Regions from separate parts of the Xenopus laevis genome. Here region 1 is linked to region 2. Evidence: chromatin contacts called from public Hi-C data. All regions are on one chromosome and are shown on one strand. The core of a region is the stretch at or near the end of the contact, and the rest is flanking DNA. Distances in the headings are between cores, read along the strand shown. Region 1 holds the start of wnt10a.L (Wnt family member 10A L homeolog). Region 2 has its middle 16 kb from the start of cdk5r2.L.

The links. Hi-C and Micro-C count contacts between places; a contact is called where the count stands out from the background.
Region 1: a contact with region 2 is called in a Hi-C map of animal cap, with 5 times the contacts expected there. The contact joins the promoter of wnt10a.L here to the enhancer-like site in region 2. A contact is called at or near these places in 3 of 4 Hi-C or Micro-C datasets (the XL177 cell line, the XTC cell line and animal cap).

Annotation. Positions count from the first base shown.
Region 1 is chr9_10L:63,098,115-63,103,714 of Xenopus_laevis_v10.1, reverse strand. It overlaps wnt10a.L (Wnt family member 10A L homeolog), which reads left to right and starts at 1,996. Exons shown (of 4, transcript NM_001098716.1): 1 at 1,996-2,148. The coding sequence starts at 2,084.
Region 2 is chr9_10L:63,045,147-63,050,536 of Xenopus_laevis_v10.1, reverse strand. No RefSeq gene overlaps it. Among protein-coding and RNA genes, the nearest start is that of cdk5r2.L, 16 kb to the right of the region's middle. Within about 2 kb of position 3,461, at least 1 of the 7 cell types and tissues checked has an H3K27ac peak or open chromatin away from gene starts, as enhancers often do.

The sequences.
Region 1 (5,600 bases), core at 747-3,246, 55 kb before region 2:
ATACCTGCTATCCCACAGCCACAGTCCCTTCCCTGTAGCTATTATCCCCACTGCTACTATAGGCACCATCTCTCCCTACTATACCTGCTATCCCACAGCCACAGTCCCTTCCCTGTAGCTATTATCCCCACTGCTACTATAGGCACCATCTCTCCCTACTATACCTGCTATCCCACAACCACAGTTCCTTCTCAGAGACTATTATCCCCACTGCTACTATAGGCACCACCTCTCCCTACTATACCTGCTATCCCACAACCACAGTCCCTTCCCTGTGGCTATTATCCCACTGCTACTATAGACACCATCTCTCCCTACTATACCTGCTATCCCACAGCCACAGTCCCTTCCCAGAGACTATTATCCCCACTGCTACTATAGGCACCATCTCTCCCTACTATACCTGCTATCCCACAGTCACAGTCCCTTCCCAGAGACTATTATCCCCACTGTTACTATAGGCACCATCTATCCCTACTATATATCTGCTATCCCTGAAGATGGCCATAGACGTCAGATTTTATTGTTTGTATGACGAACATTCAGATATCAATCGTTTGTTTTAATGCAACAATCTAAAACTAACCATTCATGTTTTAATTGTAGGATTAAGTAGGGAAAACAACACATCAGACAATGTTCTGCCCATTAATTGACAGACAGGAATTGTATGAAAGTTATGTCCCAGAAATAGCAGTGACAGTCACCCACCGTTATCATCAGATACAATACATGCAAAGATATTCTTGTTATCTAACAGAAATCGTATGATTGGTACAATTATATCTGGTGTCTATGGCCAGCTTTAGCCTATCTATTGCTACTATGGATATCATCTTGCCAAACTAATTAAAAAAGTTTAGCATCACGGTTTCTGTTCCTCCACATCCAACTGAATACCTGCAGTTAACAATTTGCTACCTAACTGCCACAAAGACTAAAATATCAGAAAAAAGCAGCAAAGGAGAACACTGCATTTATCTCTCCCAGCGTATATCTAACATAGGACATTACTAATCAGATAGCCCTCAGATAGCTATTTTCAGGGACTTGATTTAAAACTAAGTTTTTTTCACTGAATATGACACACGTCTCCCAGAGGGCTCCTCTCTGAAACATGACAGTGGGGACCCTGGGCTCAGGCTTTTGACTAGAGGAGGAGGCAGGGGGTGTGTGACAGTTAGAGGAGAGGGTAATTTAAAGAGGAGGAGAGAAGCAGTTGAAGTGCAAGGAGGAGGATCACACAGACACACAGCAGGAGAGCTTAGAGCTGTGACAGCTCATCTGAAGGACACCGCCACTATCCCGGCAGTGAATACTTTTCATCAACTTAGTGACAACTTTTTGTGATGCACAGGGAACATTGGAAGGAGCCCAGAACAACTTGGACTTGGACAGGCAGAGGAGCACAAATGCAAAGGGCACACCAGAGAAGAACACACTAAGAAGGGGTCTCCCAGAGAGAAGCACACTGACAAGGGAAATCCCAGAGAGGAGCCGAGTGAAAAGGGTATACTAGAGAGTGGAGAGACAAGTGGCATCTTAAAGTGGAGCATAGAAAGGAGGGGCATCACAGAGGGTCATATAAAGAATAGTGCATCCCAAAGAGAGGGCATCCCCTATAGAGGCACATATTGAAAAGGGGCACCCCAGCCAGTACCACCAGGAGAAGGGGACATGCCACAAAGCAACAACCAGAGAAGGGAAATCCCAAACAAGCACATAGAGTAAGGGCACCCCAGAGAGAAAGGGTATAACAAAGGCTAAGCTAAATAAAGCAGAACACCAACAGGGCTACACTGAGCGGAGAATAGTGCAGTTCAGAAGTAAAGCTAAGGCTCATTAGAGTATGCTTTTAAGCTCAGACAGGTTTGGAAGAATCAAGCAATGAGACATCCTTGTTCCATGCCCTTCTCTGCCCATTGGCAAGTAAAGTCCTGATTTTACAGCTTGCTGTGGGCCAATTTACTCCTGCCGGTTCAAGGAAGATGAACCCTTGTGTCCAAGGGTCATGCATCAATGAGACCAAACACCAGCAGAGAGAAGGCTAAAGGAAAACCCCAGATCAACTGCAGAAGGCAACATGGCAAGGTGGCTACTAACCCAGGTCATTGTCACATTGGTGGGACTGCTGCTCATCATACGAAGGTAATATGACCATGTGTGCATGTGCTGTGCAACAACTGTACATCCAAACTACATAACCCAGAATCCTTGGCTATCTCTAATACTAATAGTTTAGACACAAGCCTGGTTCTCATGATCACACTATATGTAGGTATAGGCAACTTGTGGCTCTCCACATGTGATAAACCACAACTCTAAACACCCTGTGTGTGCCAAAGGTTGCTGGAATGTGTAGGTGTGGAATATATATGCTGTTAAAATGTATGTTTTTGTTTTGTTTGTTTTTTTAAACGTTGGATATTTCATATATGCCCAATGTGTTAAAGAATACTATGACATATTTATTTTAAGAGCCTAGAAAATAAGGAGACCTCCCCATACAATTCTACCCACCCAAAGGCTGCCCTGGCCATCATTTGCCAGTACCACAGTTACTATCTATTGTTGACAAAGTTCTGTATTTCTTTTTTACTTAGGATATAAAGACAGGTCCCTGGCATTCATAGGGTTAATCATGGGGTGTTCTGTTCTTCCCATCACATATAACAATGTAATCCTTTAAATAACAAAATACTATTGAGGTAAAAACTATCTTAGTTTATATAACTGTGTTTGCCATCACTGAGCCCCTTCACCGTTTCAGATATCAGCCTATGGCTTTAAAACTCCTACCCCAGGATTGCTAAAGGTTCAAATATGTCAAGTATCCGCTCTTGAATTATACCCGTTAAAGAGTTGAATCACTGTACTTTGCACCTTAGGGCTTGTTCACACCAAGAAAACTGTATAGAACTGAATCACAGAGATACAAATATGCCAGAGTTATATATTTAATTAATTAATGAAAGAAAGTGGCAAGACATTGGCAGCACAATATATAAGGGTGATGATGAGCACAATTGACAGAGTAAGGGCTTTGATAGTCCATAACCTTCTACAAACATCTACACTTGCTGTGCATACACCTGTCTGAAACCTGTATGGTGACTGCTGTATGCTGATTATTGGTTTCAGAAGAAAGCCCCATCCAATATAACTCCCCAAAAAGAAACTGCCCAGAATAAAGCAATGGGAGTTTCAAAGCCAACCTAGGTCAGGTGTAATGCAGAAAATCCAGTCACACAGGGAACCATGTCAATTAGGGAGGGCAATAAATCTGTCAGCTTGGGCTCTTAAAGAGATGCAACAGGGCTATTAGGCAGGGCTACTAGCACTATACGCCTTTTTATGGCACACAGGTGCTTCATTTTCTAGATTTTTTTTACTAATTAGACTTAAAGGGGAATATTGCTCTTGCAAATAACATTTTGAGAAAACATCTCTCTGCAGAATTAGAAGTAAAAATTTGCTGCGGGTGTCAAAGTTGTGGTTCTCTAGGTGCTGGGAATTACAACCCAATGGCAAATTCACAAGATTTACAGAGGAAGAGGATTCTGGGAGTTGCAGCTTTATGGGCCACTTGCACGTGGTATTTTGTTAAAAATAGTATTATGAGTTAAAAAACATGTTTCCTCTCATGATAATGCTGGCATGCGTTACACAACCTTCACCCAAGTTCAGACCTATCCAATCAGATCTGATTTCCTTTGCTTCCAAACTGAAGCCGATGCACATTCAGGGACACAGTTGTGGGGCAGAGCACTAACTGGGCACTGCTGTTGCTTAAATACATAACCTGTTGTGTACTTCATGAGAAAGGCCTAAAGCTTTAGTTTAGTATAGGGCATCAAGATTTTCAAAAGCAGCCCTGCGCACATGCTACCTGCAACTTCCAGTTTATGATGATCATATTCATAATTTTTACCCAAACACTAGTTCTACTAAAGCAGATGTAGGAAACCCAGAGTTCTCCAGCACCTAAACCACAGCTCCCAGCATTGCAATATGTGACATATTTCAAAGAGCTGGCTGTGGCACAAAATGGGCTTATGTTATTACCATGAACGGCTCATGTATTACCATGAACGGTAATACAGCTGCGCCCCCTTTTTATGCAGAGCTGCTGGGAGAGAAAAAAGTCATATTTTGCTTCAGTGTTTTCAATGTTCATGTAATACCCTATGTACATTGAGGGTGTCCAACCTGCAGCCTCCAACCTTTGTTAAAATGCAGCTCCCAAAAACTCATTGAGAATACTGGAAGTTGCATTGCAGCAACACCTGGGGGCTGCAGGTAGAACATCCCTGCTTAGAACATTAGGGACCCTAGCCTTGTTACATTTCTAAGGGTTCACTTTTCTCTAACATCTAACTCTTGCTGAGAATATAGATGGTAGCTAAGAAATGCAAACTTCCAGTGAGCTCTCAGCAAAGCAGGGAGCACGGCAGTTATAAAGGATTTTTTTTGTAAAGCTTGCTTATGCATTGTGAAAACATAATGATTTATAGGATACCAAGAGCAAAACCTCAGCACAGAAACTCAAGCATCTCAGTCCATTTCTCATAGCCACAAAACTACAAGAGGCCCAGATTCTTCACCCATGTTGTAAATGAGGAGACTTGTATGCGCCAAAAGCAAAGTGGACTTTTTAGGGGATCGTTTTTTTTAATACAAGTAAGGGATCAGTTATCCAGAAACCCGTTATCCAGAAAGCTCAAATTACGGGATGGCCATCTCCCATAGACTCCGTTTTGTCTAAATTTTAAAAAATGATTTCTTTTTTATCTGTAATAATAAAATAGTACCTTGTACTTGCTCCAAACTAAGATACAATTAATCCTTACTGGAAGCAAAACCTGTCTGTTGGGGTTATTTAATGATTAAATGATTTTCTAGTAGACTTAAGGTATAAAGATCCAAATTACAGAGATCCATTACTGGGAAAACCCAGGTCCCGAGCATCCTGGATAACAGGTCCCATACCAGTAGATATTTTCAGTGAACCATCAATGCAGAAGGTATGCAGCCTTCAATGCCAGAAGGGTATCATCTACTTGGACAAAAAGGTTGAACTTCAATAACGTCTTTTTTTTAATCTAAACTTACTATGTTATTCTGTATGTATAGTCACTGGGGCATTATTTGGGCTGGGGGCATATGTTGCAGCAAGTCCATTTGGAACCACCAGATACACTCGTACATGCAGAGCCTGAGGAAACCACATTAAGTTTTGTTCTGTAGGTGCTGGAATACAAGAAGGTTAGTTGGCCGCAATAAATCTTCACTGCAGTGCGCAACTAATCTTCTGCAAATGCTGGTGTGTCACTATGTGATGCACTACGTGACTAATCTCTTTGTGTGCCAGCACCATGAGGCTAGGGCCAGACGGGGCAGAAATCAGCTTGCTGAAATCGGTGCAGATACACAAGACTTTGCTTTTCGATCTGAAATTGGCCAAGTCTGTCCGATCCAGAGCCGAAACAAGGCTTCCGGACATGAGCAGACAAGATTCGGCTAGCGGTCAGGGGCTGACATCAGCCTGCAGATTTCAGTAGACTGATTTCTGCCCCATCAGGCCCTAATCTAAAGGAGGC
Region 2 (5,390 bases), core at 2,212-4,711:
CTATATGGATGATATTATTCTTTTTACTATGTGGCCTTAAAATTCTAGATACATAGGGGCAAATTCACTAAGCTTCGTAGTTGCGCCAGCTTCCGATTCGCCACACTTCTCCAGGGGTATTTTCGCCAGCGCTACGCAAATTCACTAAAATCCGAAGTTGCGCTCAGGGGAAGCGTAAGGTTGCGAAGTTGCGCTAGCGTTAATTCGCCAAGCAAAGCGAAGTTACGCTAGCGATGCTTAATTTGCATACAGCGCCAAATTGAAGTTACAATGTAGGTATATGTAGCAGAACTACACAAGCCTGGGAAACCTTCAAAACAGCAATTAAAATTTTTATTTTGCCCTACACATGTGCCCACTGTATAGTTAAGGTGCCATAAGTTAGGAAATGTAGGGGGGGAAGGAAGGTAGCCCCAAAAAAGATTTCTATCTTTTTCAGCCTATCACCCATAAAAAAAGAAAAAACGCCAGCGTTTTTTGGGACTTAGAAAAAATTTGAACTTTTTTTGAAGCAATCCCTATCTACTCTATTGCACTTCGCCTGGTCTGAGGTGGCAAAGGAAGTCTGGCGTAAAAGGTAGCGTTCAGAATAATTTGCGCGTCAGTGAATTTGCGTAGTTACGTCCGTTGCGCAAATTCACCAGACGTAAGGGTGCGAAGTAACACTAGCGAATTTACGCCAGCGTCCGTTAGTGAATCGGCGAATTAACGAAAATGTGCTACGCTAGCGAATTAACGCTAGCGTTAGGCCCTTCGTCGTTTAGTGAATTTGCCCCATAGTGTGTTTTCTTTCCTCTCTCTCTGTCCTAAACTTAATCTCTTGCTCTCCATCCCCTAAAATTAATCTCTCTCTCTCCCCTAAACTTAATCTCTCTCTCCCCTAAACTTAATCTCTCTCTCTCTCAGGCTGTGTAGAGGTATATAAACCAGAATGGGGATACTGAAAACAAGAAAAAGCAGTAAAATCCCACACTACCTTACTAAAATTAATTGAAATCTAATTATATAAGATCTCAATAATAAGCTTTTTTTAAAAAAAGGGTTTGAAGGCTCGCCGACGCACATTCGCTTAGCCTTTATCAAGGCAAAGATAAAGCGTAAGCGAAACGTGCGTCGGTGAGCCTTCAAACCCTTTTTTTAAAAAAAGCTTATTATTGAAATATTACCTTTTTAAACTTTGATTGAATCTCGGATCTAGAGAAATTCAATGGAATTGTAGCGCTACTAGCGCAGCATTCATTCCTTATATTCTCTTTTATCTCTAAGGCATTTAGGATTTGTTGATTTTATAGCAAAGTTAGCTCTCCTTACAAGACAGTTAAATGTAGTAACGAGACCACAGTCCTCAGTGTTCTGCCTTTCTCCCACGTGTGGTGTCCGAGGGCTTAGATCAACGCAGCTAGTTTCTTCGGGACAACTCCACCTCTATACTATTTTCTAACTTTTATTCATGAATTGCTGACGCTTTATTTTTAATTGTTTAATACCATGAACTCACTTTAAAATTATAACTACAACACTAGCACCTTATTTAATTCATATAAGAACCGTGAACTTTTAGATTATTCATCAATTGTGTGTAGATAGATTTTATTGTGGGTCACATCATCTGATTTCTAGCACTTGAGCACCTTAATCTTTTTAATTATTTATATATAACACAATCGATTGAAATACTATTAATTGTATGTTGGTGCTAAATTGATTGAGAACGAAGCATATGTTTATAATAGCACTAAGCACTTATATAATTAGATCTCAATTAATTTTAGTAAGGTAGTGTGGGGTTTTACTGCTTTTTCTTGTTTTCAGAATAATGAAATATACTGTAATGTAATTCTGAGAAACACTTTTTAATGCATATTTAGTTTAGTTTAAACATGTAGTGGAGAGCTTTTTACTATTGCAACTGTTACTTAAAGTAGTTTTCAGTCCCTTTCTATATTCTGCAATGCTGCATCTGACTCTAGAAAAGATCAGTACAAACTAGCTAACTAACAGACTAGTGAAGATTCACACAAGGCATTGCAGGAGACTTGGCTAGAGGACAGCTGGTTTCAGCTATATAGTTACAACCAGCTGTGCAGACAAAATATTATTTTTAATTGCAAATTCACTTGCAAAATTTAAAGGGAAAGCTCACTCCAATTGCAGAGTTCACTTTATGCAAAAGCTATCAGTGATTTTACCAGGAACAAAGAGACAAATAAATTCACTTTCATTATGCAAAAAATAAAAATTGGGTGGAACCTTCCTTTTGATAAATTGCGAACTTGGTGTAATGATGGGCGCATCTGACTAGTTTAGCTTAGCTGAAAATTCACAAAACATCATCTTTTCAAGTCAATGGGAGTTTCCTTCATTCAACAATTTTTCAAACATGACAACATTTTTTTAAACTATACATTAGAGTCTATGGGCATTCTTTTCTCCCCGAAACAAGGCACAAAAAACCCAAAAACACTTCGCTCAGCCCCACATACGACTCCTGCCAATGGTTAAAGGATTGCAGGAGGGAACACATAGGGCTGGTCCTGTAAGGTTCCTGATATTATTTTGCCATAAAGAGCCTTCAGTGGTTAGTAGCAGCTTGAAAGTCAAAAACAGCCATAGTGCCACAAGGATATAATGTTAATGTTACCCAGGGTCGGACTGGGCCTGCGGGGCACTGGGAAAAAACCCGGTGGGCCCCCGGCTCTTGTGGGCCCTGCTGGCCAAGGTCCGCACCCACATCTGCTTCTTAAAGCCGCAACCTCCAACAATAAATATAAATTTTATGCATAACCGGTGCATGTGCATGCACACAACTACGGCGCCGATCACATGCGCGCCGCACGTGCCAGTTTGACCCTGTTACCACTTTAGCCCAGCTGGCCCTTTTTGACATTACTGTTGTCATCCTTTCTTGCTATCTTAAATTCTTCCTGCCTATTGTACAACTCCATTACTGTAATGGCTATTTTAGCTGCTTGGCCCACAATCATTCTTGTTGGCTACTGATGAGCAAATTTTTTCATCAGCCACAGAATTGTGGAAAAATTCTGCATGTAGCCAGTGGCAAATTTTTTTTGCGAAACTGCAGCAAAAATTTGCTGCGGAAAAAACGCTCATTGACTTTAATGCATTTGGACAAAAAAGTCACAGAGACAAAGTAGGCACAAGAAAAAACACCCATTGACTTTAATGCATTTGAAGCAAGAAAAATTGTTGCAGCGTAAAAATTTTACTTCAATGCATTTTGTTAATTTTTTGCCAAAGCAAAACAGGACAGATTCACTCATCTAGGTCAGAAAAATTTCAGCCCTCAGTTCCACAGAAGTTGGACAGCACTGATGTAGAGGAACACAAGTTAGATATATTTGTTTGGTATGGCAATTAGGGAAACAGATTAGGTCTAGCAAGTCTTATCTGTTACAAACCTGCAACCACAAGTCGTTTTGACAAAATGCATCCACCCCTCTGGGAATACAATCTGGGACTGGTGCACAAGCACAGCCTAGGGGAGGTTTAGTAGAATGCATGCTCTACCTGTAAGCAGCAGAAATATATGCACTGCTGTAGGTCAAGGTTGTTGTATAGTCAGCAGCAAGTAGGGTTACCTGCTCATTCCAGTCATGGCGGCGTTTGATTAGTAAGGAGTTAAAATGCATATTACATGGCTGCTTAGAATCAGTGCAGTCTGCAGAATTTATGTTTGCTTCCGACTAAGGCAGGCATGTCCAAAATGCAGCCTGGGGCCAAATGCGGCCATCTTCAAATTTACACTGGCCCAGCCTCCATCATGAAATTAATAATAATGCGGCCTGCCAGCACAGTGCAATCAGGAATCACGTAGCAGTAATATTTGGGCATATTAGTGAAATGATCTGCCACTTGGTCTATACTGCTGCCTGTGTGCTGAAGAAGTTAGCAATAGACACGTACTTTCACTTAGTGATTCACCGCTTCACATACTTCTTTAGAGCTGAAGGTGTCAATAGACGTACGGACGTGCCAGTACAGTAAATTACATGCCAGTATGTGTCTATTGCTAACACCTTCAGCACACAGGCAGCAGTATAGACCAGGTGGCAGATCATTTCACTAATGTGCCCAAATATTACTGCTACGGCTAGGCGATTCCTTGTTTAAAGGGGTTGTTCACCTTCAAACAACTAGTTGTTATCAGATAGATCACCAGAAATAACGACTTTTTCCAATGACTTTCTATTTTCTATGTCACGGTTTTTCTAATATTGAAGTATAAAGTGTCATTTCTCTCCTTCTGAAGCAGCTCTGGGAGGGGGGGTCGCCGATCCTGTAAACTGTTCTAAATTGATACATTTAGTTGATACATTTCTTATCTTTGTCCCTGCTGAGCAGAATCTCTGGGTTTCATTACAGGCAGCTGTTAGAATTGATACAATTGTTGCTAATACTCCAGAGATGCTGCTGAGAAATGTATCAACTAAATGTTGCAAAATTGTAACAGTTCAGAATCTGCACCTGGATTACTGAGCTGTCAGACTCAAACACCAGAGACAGGAACATTCAACTTTAAACTTAGATTTTGGAAAAAACGTAAAAAATAAATAGTGGAAAGTAATTGGAAAAAGTCATTATTTCTAGGGAACAATCTAAAAACAACTAAATTGAAAAAAGTGTTTGGAAGGTGAACAACCCCTTTAAATTAGTTAAATGATGTTAATGGTTCAAAGAATGTCAGGCTGAATGGTCACATTTTCACCTCACGAAATCTGGCCCTCATTGCAAAAAGTTTGGACACCCCTGGACTAAGCAGTCATGCTGCAGGTGAATTTTTCATAAGCCAGTTCTACTCTGGGTCAGTTCAGTTTCTGCTACATTGTTTTGGAGTCAAAATAAGCAGAAAATTTAAAATTCTTAAAGCATTTGTGTTAGATAGTTGCCATTTTTTTTTTTTTTTAAAAAAAAGGAAGGGTTGTGGAGTTGCCCTTTAAAGGGTTAATGAAGTCAGTTTGCTCTGGCAGAAATGTATTAGAATTCTTTGCATGGGGCGCCTGGACTAAGTGCATTTTGTATTTGTCTTAAATCAATTTGGCTGGCAATTTGATTTCACCCAGGAGCGGCCCAGCCAAGCGCAGCCGCTGGGAATAATGAGCAGAACCATCAGCCTATTTTTAATATAACAATGGCCTGTCTGTGTGCGGCAGCCAGGAATCCTGAATTATGAATCACCTGTGTATGGTACTTCATGAGAGCAAGTTGTGGGGGAGAATGTAGGGGGTTCAGGACCGGGGTACAGAGGCCAAACAGGTATAAATTAATGGTATGAAATTTTTTTAAAAAAAGAGCCATGAATAGCCTGTAGAAGATATCCTTATAATACACAAAAGCCATGAATATCTTGTAAATTATATCCTTTTTAACGG